Regions from separate parts of the Bombyx mori genome. Here region 1 is linked to region 2. A link is a contact called in public Hi-C data. All regions are on one chromosome and are shown on one strand. Each heading gives the region's core, a stretch centred on a gene start, on an enhancer-like site or on the middle of the called end of the contact. The rest is flanking DNA. Distances are from core to core; before and after follow the strand shown.

Region 1 (5,692 bases), core at 201-2,700, 120 kb before region 2:
GCATTACTGCTTCCCGGCAGAAATAGGCAGGGTGGTGATACCTATCCGTGGGGACTCTTGAGACGTTCTATCACGAGTAATTAAGAAAATTATAATATAATTTTGCGACTTTGATTTTTACACGATGTTAATCCTTCACCGTGGAAGTCAATCGTGAACAATTGTCAAGTACGTATTTCATTGGAAAAATTGGTACCCGTCTGCGGGATTCGAACACCGGTGTATCGCTACATTTGAATGCACCGGACGTCCTATCCTTTAGGTCACGACGACTTCATATTATTTTATACGTTTTATTTTATTTTAATTTATCTTATTCATTCAATTGGCAACACTAAGCCGCAGCTCCAACAGTACCTGCGTGCTGCAGCAGCCTGCACAGCGAGTAGCCCGCGCACGGCGCCGCGCGCGACACCACGAACCGCCCCGCGCCCCCCACCTCGCCTGCAACAGCCGACACAGTTACTGCATGCCCCCTCCCCTCCCCCCTCCACCGGCGCCAAGACGTATCACAAGAGTTCGTACCTTCGTAAGCGTTGACGGGCGTGTCGGTGTCGCTGGACAGCAGGTCGTGCTCCTCGGCGCTGTGTTGTATGAACACGGCCTGCAACAAGACACGGGGGTACGTTACTAAATACTTTAACAGTTTTTTTTTCCTTGGGAGGCTATTTTAGCGTATCTTTAACTAGTAGGTGAGCTCACGGGACTCAATCCTGACGACGTTGTTAACACGAACGTAAGAGCAGTGCTTCGCAGAATCTACCACCGGATCGGAAACGCAACCCACTGAGAAGATCCGGCGAGAAACTCAGTGGGCTGTGTCTGTGGGTTATTTTACTCGTCGAGCCCGAGAACGATGACCGGATAACAGTTAAATACAGTTCATTCAAACATTATATTGAAAACAGCGAATTATAATTAAATTACATGAAGAAATATTCACACGTCACACGCTTATGTGCATTTATTCCTTTATCACTTAGCTACATCAGTTTCTGAACTTTCGTCTCAAATTTCGAACTCATGTATCAAAGTACGTGGCACTCACATTACCTTTGTGAGCCTCAGCGAACTCATTGATGAGATTTAGCTACTAAATTGGAAGATTTACTCTGAGGATAAGTTATAGGCGGCATGACGTCACTGAGCAGTTTTCAGGCGGGCTTTTTATTTATTTATTGCTTAGATGTGTGGACGAGCTCACAGCCCACCTGGTGTTAAGTGGTTACTGGCGCCCATAGACATCTACAACGTAAATGCGTCACACACCTTGAGATAAGTTCTAAGGTCAGTATAGTTACAACGGCTGCCCCACCCTTCAAACCGAAACGCATTACTGCTACACGGCAGAAATAGGCAGGGTGGTGGTACCTACTGGTGCGGAGTCACAAGAGGTGCTACCAGCAGTAGAGAGGCTACCTTGGGCGGCGCGTGCTTGTAGTGGAGGCTGATCTTGCTGAGCTCGTGGTCCAGCTCCGCTAGCTGCGACACGTGGCGGGACTTATGCACCTCGCTCGCCTCTACGTCAGACTGTTGGAACAGAAAATAAAATTAAACAAATCCCTTTTTTTTATTGTCCTTGTAGACAGACGAGCATACGGCCTACCTAATGGTGAGTGGTTACAGTCGCCCATGGACTTCAGCAATACCAGGGGCAGAGCCAAGTCGCTGCCTATCTATCTGTCATGACATGCCCCTTTACCATCTTAAGAAATTATACTTCTGCGTGTATATAGTACCATATTTCCAGCGACTTTATACATTTTTTTAAATTGCCTTTGTAGGCTAATGAGCATACCGTCGGTCGTGGCCATCAGTACGCTAGAAGTAAATCCAAGCCGTGATCTACTATTCAACTTATTATAAAGACTAAAAGCATTTAGTGAACCGACCGAATAGTGAAGACGTCGTGGCCTAATGAATAAGATATCCGGTGCATTCGTATGTAGCGATGCACCAATGTTCGAATCCCGCAGGCGGGTACCAACTTTTCTATACGTACCAAATGTTCACGTTTGACTTCCACGGTGAAAGAATAACAACGTGTAATAAAAATCAAACCCGCAAAATTATAATTGTCGTAATTACTGGTGGTAGGACCTCTTGTGAGTCCGCACGGGTAGGTACCACCGCCCCGCCTATTTCAACCATGAATCAGTAATGCGTTTTGGTTTGAAGGGCGGGGCAGCCGTTGTACTGTAAAAACTGAGACCTTAGAACTCATGTCTGAAGGTGGGTGGCGGTATTTACGTTGTAGATGTTTGTGGGCTCCGGTGACCCATCTCGTTTTTAAAAAAAAAAAAGTGCTGGTACTCCAGTCTCGGGGCGCTGGTGATCGTTTGGCAACTTCTATGTCATGACTGCCTCTAAATCAAAATGATACATACCTTAGCCAAATGATGCGTGTGCTGTCGATGCGTTGGCGACAACGCTGGACTGTACTCGAGCGGAGAGCCGGGAGACACCGGACCCTGATTAACGCATAAAATAATCAACGTATCTTTTAAAGTAATCATTCAAAAAAAAAAGCAGTACTTTGATCCATACAAGTACCTCCACCCCCCGTGTCCACCGCCAGCCGAACGTTGTAAACATGAATTCCAGTAGTAATATCTATGGGATTTCCATAGCTTGTCTATGTATCTACTTATTTTTTCCTATCAATTCTAGTAACCTCAAGGGGCTATATTAAATTCACAGAACGATATGTTTCTGCAAAGCATAGGTGATTCACATAAGTAAGTCGTCGTGGCCTAAAGGATAAGACGTCCGGTGCATACGTGTCGAGCGATGCACCGGTGTTCGAATCCCAGGCGGGTACCAATTTTTCTAATGAAATACGTACTCAACGAATGTTCACTATTGACTTCCACGGTGAAGGAATAATAAAATCGTGTAATAAAAATTCAAATCCGCGAAATTATAATTTGCATAATTACTGGTGGTAGGACGTCTTGTGAGTCCGCACGGGTAGGTACCTCCACCCTGCCCATTTCTGCCGTGAAGCAGTAATGCGTTTTGGTTTGAAGGGTGGGGCAGCCGTTGTAACTATACTTGAGACATCTCGAGATGGGTGGCGCATTTACTTTGTAGATGTCTATGGGCTCCAGTAACCACTTAGCACCAGGTGGGCTATGAGCTCGTCCACCCATCTAAACAATAAAAAAATAATAATAACCTAAACTGGCAAAAATGTGAAATAATCACAAAAACCTAATACTATAGGATATTGTAACTTACGCTGTTCGATATAGAGGCCAACTTGTGTTGCAGGGAGATCATGTAGTCGTTGTACGAGTGACTCTTGTTGGGCGTGCTCGGCTGCGACGAGCCCGTAGAGTTTACGTTGTTCATGCCTGCAGACAGACCGAATGTCTCTTGTTAACCGACTTGTAAAAAAGGAGGAGGTTCTCAATTCGACTCTATGTTTCTTTTATGTTTGTTGTATGTCTGAACTTTTGACTGGGTCAATCGATTTTGATGATTCTTTTTTTTTATTAGAAAGCTGACGCTTCCTGTGTGGTCCCATTTCAATTTAGTCCAGTTCTGATAATGGTATCCATGAGAAAACCATATAAGTCTTAAATTTGCATCAAGTACGTGCGCGACAAATAGATAAATAACTCAATAACTCAATATCACGCCTACTGATTTCGATGATTCTTGTTCTTAGTGTATATTAATTTGTTTTGGAATATATTTCTTTTTCTATTTAAAGTCCGTTTTTGTTAAAGCATGTCTATTAACAATTATGTCCGTGTGTAATACACGTTGTAGTCCACATCACATTCACATTTTTTGAAGTAAAACTTCTAATGTGACTTCCAACAAGGTAGCGTTAAACGTTTATCGCTACCATGGAATAGAAAGAGACAGAGAGAGAGTGAATGCGCGGCCCTCCATACCTGTTACAAGCCAGCGCGAGCGTTAGCAACGAGTAGCGTCCAATATTTTAGTGAAGTATTTAAAAAAATATATATATATAAAATATTTATTTTTCGATTTATAATTTAAAATATATATAAAATAAATGTTGAAGATGTCGCATCTCTTATACACAGCATTCCCTATTACAAGAGCTATCTGATTTAAGGATGAAAAATTAAGAAAACCACAACACCACATACCACATACCAATACACATCCAAAAAGAAGTTTCACTTCATTCACATTACACAAAGTTGCATCGGTACCGTTTTTTTTATATCTAAATACTTGAACTTATGTTCTGGCTCTGATAACATGGTGAAAGTAGTCCTAAACATATATTTTCGCCCGCAGTCCCCCCCTCCCCCGTGACGTCACCCACCTATGTCGATGTCGACGGGCCTCCTGGCGAGTGAGACCGCCCGGTGCGCGACGAGCTGCGAGAGATTCTGTCCGACCAGTCCGCCCACGCCCAGCTTCTGCCCGCCCATGAGGGTCTGCCCGCCTAGCGACAAGTTCTGCCCAGCTAAACCTGCACAAAATACGAAAACGTTAGGAAAGTGTTATTTAAATTTTTTATGTACAAATATTACGTCCTAACGTATTCAACTCTTTGCATTACCCACAACACATGAAACAAAAGAAATATCAAAGAATTTTAAGGTAATAAGGCAGAGATCATTGATTGGTAGTAGTTGGATTGACTATTATCATGTGAGATGTTTTGGCTTGAATGTATTATTTAATAATTATTTAATCAAACCTTCGTTACTTAGTCACGCAAAAATACATTAATAGATTTGGCTGTATACATTTGAGACTTTGTATTTCAGTAATGATTATTACCCGGGCAGCCGCAACCACAGGGACATCTGCTATAGTTAACACCAGTGTTAACGGATTTCACATAATAAAGGTTCTATCTACATACTGACTATAGTAGAATTATTTTGTCCGCGCAGTTTGGGTCATAAAACATAACCCGGCTAGGGCGGCGAGCATATTGCGCGAGTGCAACGCCATTATCGATAGAAACAAATGAGTCATCGAGGGCAGGTACACGGCGGCGGGGTGGTATACGGAAGGTGGTGAGACATTGTTATGTTATGAGTCATTTGTACTTACCTGCAAATTATGAAGAAATGAAATGAAGAGAAATGTGTTTTTATGCATTCGTTCTCTGAATTTCTTTAGTGACACAATGGCTACTCCTTTGTTTTGTATCAAAACGGCAGAATTTATTCAAAATAATATTTACACGTATTGTTATCAACAATATGGTAACATTTTTCACTGAAATAAGAATAGATCCCGACAAGTTACAAAGTGTTAATTTCTGCCGTTCTCGTTAACTTGCTGCGGCGATATGTGGTGTAAGTGTTCGATTACGGATTTTTTCTTTCATTTTTATCACTAACCCACAAAATTACAAAACTAAATACACTATCGATAACGCTTATCGACAATAATAATGCGCATCACTATGCCCGTCCATAAGGCTCGTGAGTGGAAGAGAGAGCAGAATACTCGCTTCACCGCTCCGATTTTTTATGACCCAAACTGCACGGACAAAATAATTCTACTATAGTTGTTTATGTACCACAGAGAACACAAGCAACTGTTGTATACTCTATAAACGCGTCATTATTTATAAATTAAAAAAATTGGTTGACATGGGTGTAACCGCAAGGCAAGTTTATTATAACGTGTAAAAATTAATTAAACTAGTTTTATTCAGTATATGTGTATACCCAAATTGTGCGTA
Region 2 (6,086 bases), core at 470-2,969:
GACTCACAAGAGGACCTACCACCAGTGATTACGCAAATTATAGTTTTGCGGTACACAATGTTATTCCTTCACCGTGGAAGTCAATCGTGAACATTGGGAAGTACATATTTCATTAGATAAATTGGTACCCGCCTGCGGGATTCGAACACCGGTGCATCGCTAGATACGAATGCAACGGACGTTTTATCTTTTAGGCCACGACTTGACTAAATTAATTTGTTTAATTTTCACGAGCAGACATCAACTATCGGAGATATCGTTTGTACTGAAAGCCATAGCGACGCTGGCGGAGTCCATGAAGAAAGCGCCCCCCGGGAAAGTGGACGCGGCGGCCTGGCGGAAGTTAATAGGTAATTGTACTGTAACTTCACTAATGAGATTACTTACAGGGAGCCCCTGGCGAAAGTGTAGTTAGAGCGCGGAGGCTCCAATCTCGGTCCGTGCTGGAGTCGTGGTCTCGCCGTTTGGTGGACCCGTCAGCCGGCCTCCGTACGGTCCGGTCCGCCCGTTTCTCGCTGACTGGGTGGGCCGCGACCTTCCGGCTTACGCAGATGCTTACCGGCCACGGTTGCTTCGGCCGGTACTTGCATAAAATAGCCGGAAGGGAACCGACGGCGCAGTGCCACCATAGCGCAGACCGCGACGAGGATGACACATCGGAACACACACTGGCGTGTTGCTCTGGACTCTACCATGTATTTGATACACACTACACATACACACTGTCAAACTTTTCTTATTGCTTATAATCTGTGGTCAAATTGAGAATAGATTAAATATTGTTTGTCTTTATTTATATTTGCCTATAGTGTAGTCTTGGCGAAATCTGTGACCTATAGAAGTATGTCTATGACAATAGAACCATAATAGTATCACAAACTTATAATTCCAATTAATTATAGTCGAATTTCGACTACCAGGGGACTACTGGTTTTAACAAATACCTAAAGGCTACAGAGGTATGTTTGTGAGAGCGGTGTAATAGATGGTATTGTCGACTGGGTCCCTGAAAACATCCCAAGAGGGCTCCTATTAGGTTATATGTCGACGCTTGAAAGGCAAACGTGACTAAGCGACAATGCGTGAACTTTACAGTAGACAGTACAGAGTACAGTAATTTAAAGTTGAAATACCTGACAAAAATTCTATTTTAACGAATCTAGCTGTAGGATTGAAATGATTTTAATAGATCTAGAATTTTTGAAGTTATACTTCTTTAGGCGCGTTATTAAAAATTGATGAGAGTAAAATTTTACGATGCGCGCGCACCGTGACACAAAATTAACAGAATGAAGTTGCCCACTAAATCGCTCATTACAATACGACCGACGTAACTTAGCGAGTCTGAATATAGCCGCAGGTGAACTTTCCGAACCGTACCGAGAATTACCGAATTTATACGATGTCATGAAAAGGGATGTCCAATATGCGTGTTTGAGGATGTTGTTTAATCGATTTTTTTTTCAAATTGATTAAAATTTAAATAAAAAAAAGGAATAAATTTAATAAAAATAAAGTATAACTTCTAACGTGTACATAAGTACACGCACTCTTTTTTTTGCGCATCAAATATTGTTATTGCCTATCATTTATGTACAAAGCAGTTATTGTCGCTTAGTCACGTTTGCCTTTCAAGCGTCGATATAATCTTACTCTATGGTGTGACGTTGTGCAGACGCGTATGGTGGGTTGGCGCGGCTGGCGGCGAGCGGGCGGGCGCGGGGCGCGGGGGGCGCGCTACGGGCCGCGCTGTTGCACTACGCCGCACTATTGGCGCCGCCCTAGGCCCGCACACAACGAGCCGAGCCGCCCTCATTCCAAAAATGGCCGAACTATATAACGTATGACGTCACTTCGGGCCACAACTAAAGGCTTCGTCTAACAGAACGCGTACTTAGCGCCGCGTTTTAACGGCGCGCTCTTTACACGTCACACAAATCGACTAGATGAACCCAACGCTACTTGACGCGACGTAACATCCGCCAAATCATAGTGCCTTTCGATAGCAGTCTGAAAATTTAAAAGTATTAAGATGTCGAGTGATTCAGATGTGGCATGGGTATTTTCTAACTAATTCTATTAATTATTCGGGCATTATCCAGTATTTTAATACAAATTCACTCGGAGGCTAAAATAAAATTCAACACATCTCGGCGCGCGTTAAGTATGCGCTCTGTTTGACGAAGCCTTAAGATCTTGCACTAACACACGAAGACTAAAACGTTTAGTGAATTAAAATATAAGTAATTAATGTTAAACGATGAATAGTGGTTTAAATGATTGCTTTAAATTATTCATAGTTCCCTGTAAGTACTTTCCCTTTGCCTATCTAGATAGGTTAAAAAGTAAACAACGCCATCTTGCGCCAGTGAGGCGTAATTTTTACTATCCCATAGAAGACTTTGTTTACTGAAGATTTAAATTTTTGAAATGCATGATCCCCTATGATCCTTATTTAGCAGAACAATTTTGAATGAGAATTTTTATTTAAGTGTAGTAGCATGTATTTGCTTTATTAGTTTTGAATTTACAAATATTACTAATGATATCCAATTAATAATTTGATTCAGTATTTACGAAGCACTGTTTTAATTGACATTTACAGCATTGCGAGTCGTTTTGAAATAAACACACACACAAATCTACCTTCTAAAAAATATAATATTTATATATTAACTTAAAAAAATACACAAATACAGCACTTGAACATTCAATCGAACCTGTACAAAATGTAAATTTGTTCATTAATAAAATTAAACAAAAAAATCGTAATAAATGTCTTTAAAGTTGTGTCATTTTCTTTGTAATTTAATTTAGAATTATACCAATACTGTTATTAGATATTCGATGCGGAATGATATGAATTTAAAAAAAAATATTGTCAAGTAATTTGACATAAGTAAGTACTGAAAGGAATGTCGGGTGGTACTGGTGGTAGACCTCTTGTGAGTCCGCGCGGGTAGGTACCACCAGCTTCCCTATTTCTACCGTGAAGCAGCAATGCGTTTCGGTTTGAAGGGCGGGGCAGCCATTCTAACTATACTGTTATAATTATACTAATTTATTCTTACCTTAGAACTTTATATCTCAAGGTGGGTGGCGGCATTTGCCTTGTAGATGTCTATGGGCTCCAGTAACCACTTAACACCAGGTGGGTTGTAAGCTCGTCCACCCATCTGGTTTTTATCAGCAATAAAAAAGTCTGGTGTCAGTACGGAGAACCCTTTACGTAGTAAAATTAAACAAAAATCTCATTGAAATATCTATAACGTAATATTATTGCATCTTGCACTGCGCGCAATAGAATTGAAAACATGGTGCACGGGTCAACGACCCTATTGCGAAGACTCTTTCGCTTGCCGCCCCACTAGATGTGCGTCTTGAATAATTAAAACGAAAAATATTCACTCAAAGACGAAGTTATCAAACCGTATAGTAGGCTATTTTTTTTTATATTGTGTTATATGAAAAACAATATGGAGCGAAAAATTATATAAAGTTGATTTGATACTGCAATCAATTGGAATTAATATTAATGAAACGAGATGAGATGGGATGAAATATAATCTCAGTAAAATGGTAGTAAAATACGTACTAAATAGTAAACGGTAAAATACTGAGAATTATTCAGTGGACTTTTTTGATAAACCCGATAAGTTACATCTAGCGGCTTTGTTTCATTTTCCCACATTTGTGCACTTTCTCAGATATTAAACAGTTAATAAACCACCGTTATTACACATTTTAAACCTGAAGAAATACTAAATAGACAAAATAAAACAAAACACAAAAACTTCACTCCTCGCGTTCCCGCCAAAAAGTCCCCAAAAAAAGACAAGTATCACATCTCACAGATTAAATATCTTTGAGGCAGAGGCTACACTTTTTACATGCCAGTGATTATGTTGATGCTTTGAAAATCACAGTAAATAAATATATATTTTAATATGTTTTATTTATTTATTATATGTTATAAATATGTTTTCAGATATTTTTTAGTAACCACTAATTACTTTTTATTCAATGCCTATTGCGCCTCAGCGATATACGAACTCAAGACAATTACAATCATTTCTATTGTTAGGTTACTGTACTGTAAAACTGTGACTTAGATCTCAGGTCTTAAGGTACGTTGCGGAATTTACGTTGTTGATGTCCATGGGCTCCGATGACCGCTTAACACCAAGTGGTCGGTGAGCTCGTCCACTACCTAAGCAATAAAAATTGTAGGTATTAAGGTAGAAGCCATACCCCGTTCCCTTTGCACCCTGTATACAGCCTGTTATTCCTTACCACTCAATTATGTACAAGTTACCAACACTATTGAAATAAATAAACATTTTACGAATTCGTCTTTATAGGCCTATTTAGATTCACAGTCGATTGAATTTAATTTAAGAAATCATTTTTTTTATTTTTTATTTCAAAGTCGATAGCGGTAGCCATATTGTTCATAAACATTAGCTTTAAGGTAAATTTCATGATGTGATTATATTTGTTTTATAGAAAAATGAAATAATAAAATGTTCTTTATTGTTTTCATTACTTTCCTCTTCATATTAAATGTTTTATTTTTATTTATTTTGGGAAAATATCACAACGTGAAACTTAATGAAACACAATGTAAATAAAACTTCCATTTTCACTGTTTGTATTCAGATTTTTTTATTTAAATAAATGTTAAATAGTTGTCATTTTTGTGTTGATGTAATCTGATTACATCTGTATTTGCGTGTGAATAAATATATTAACTGACCGTGTGAGTATGTTTTATTTTAGAATCTCCAATACCCTTTTTCAAGGTGGGAACCTGACACCCTATTCTTGTGTCTGTTGTATGCATCTACGGTTCAAATGTAAGTGGTTAAAGCCTTTGGTACCGATAATGCTCGCTCTGTATGTGATCTACCGTTCTTCATATTTAAAACAAATTCTTCAATCCAATCTCATGTCTATTATTATCACTAGCTGGTTCCCGCGGCTTCGCTTCACCTAAAAAAATCTATCATAGTTTTGAAGTATGTTTATTTTAATTCTGTTGATCTTTTGTTATACACAGATTCAAATAAAGCGGATCTGTGATTCAAAATTTAAAAACGTCCAACCATATTAGTCGGTGTTCCAATGCTGCGACATTATCACTACATAGTATAAAACAAAGTCGCTTTCTCCGTCCCTATGTATGCTTAAATCTTTAAAACGGATTTTGATGCGGTTTTTTTTAATAGATAGAGTGATTGAAAAGGAAGGTTTGTATGTATAATAACATCCATTAAATAGTGGAGAAATTAATAATAAATTACAGTTTCCGAAGCGAAGCGAGGGCGGGTCGCTAGTTTCATATGAATTCCAATTATTTTTCAAAAGATAAAAAATCACTGCCACCTGCGGGAGAGTCCGCCACTAACGTAACGATGTTCGTCGGGTGGTCATGTCGTATATTTTGATATTGTATCTGCAAAGTTTCATAACAATTCGGCTAATGGTTCTCGAGTTTTTGGGTGAATATACAAATAAAAATACATTCTTTTTTATACATAACACAATAATACATTATTTCCGATATTTCGAATACCTACAGTTTTCGTGTTCACGGACCACTAAGCGTCGACATTTGAATGTTATGGTATTTACCGCCTAATTTCATATATAGATATTCTATCGGAAATAAGAAATGCGATTTGAAATAATTGACATACAGCCCACATTAAGCCTTCTCACGGTAAGGCTTGGCTTTTTAAACTTATAGTAGGTGGAAATAACGTAGGAGCCAAGGTCGGTACAGTGTTGGTCATGCTCTAAATCATAGTTTCGTCTATTTAATATTAAATTGGAATTGATCTGAAATTACTGCTTGTTGAAATCTCTTTTAGTATACCTACTTGAAAGAGGAAATCAAATTGCAGTTTTGACATGTTTATAACAGTTAGAAGGAAAATAAACGAAGCCAAAAACAGCTCCTGAGATAATATAATGAATATACATTTTCATAGTGGCGCTATCGAGATATTTAACCTGTAGGTATCGGAGACTTTTCGCAGGTGATCCGTATGCTCGCGTCTTCAAGAATCTATACAGATTAATAA

Evidence for each region. Hi-C and Micro-C count contacts between places; a contact is called where the count stands out from the background.
Region 1: a contact with region 2 is called in a Hi-C map of middle silk gland, with 2.1 times the contacts expected there. The contact joins two enhancer-like sites. A contact is called at or near these places in 3 of 7 Hi-C or Micro-C datasets (middle silk gland, posterior silk gland and whole pupa).

What each region holds. Positions count from the first base shown.
Region 1 is chr27:2,091,504-2,097,195 of ASM3026992v2, reverse strand. It overlaps LOC101738244 (serine/threonine-protein kinase Wnk), which reads right to left. Exons shown (of 34, transcript XM_038021020.2): 24 at 5,679-5,692; 25 at 4,310-4,459; 26 at 3,241-3,356; 27 at 2,388-2,471; 28 at 1,420-1,530; 29 at 526-604; 30 at 358-444. Among protein-coding and RNA genes, the nearest start is that of LOC101738380, 21 kb to the left of the region's middle. Within about 2 kb of position 1,450, at least 4 of the 8 cell types and tissues checked have open chromatin away from gene starts, as enhancers often do.
Region 2 is chr27:1,972,829-1,978,914 of ASM3026992v2, reverse strand. It overlaps LOC101740996 (protein MON2 homolog), which reads left to right. Exons shown (of 37, transcript XM_038021034.2): 36 at 238-350; 37 at 1,676-4,756. The coding sequence ends at 1,785. Among protein-coding and RNA genes, the nearest start is that of Tua1, 8.6 kb to the right of the region's middle. Within about 2 kb of position 1,719, at least 4 of the 8 cell types and tissues checked have open chromatin away from gene starts, as enhancers often do.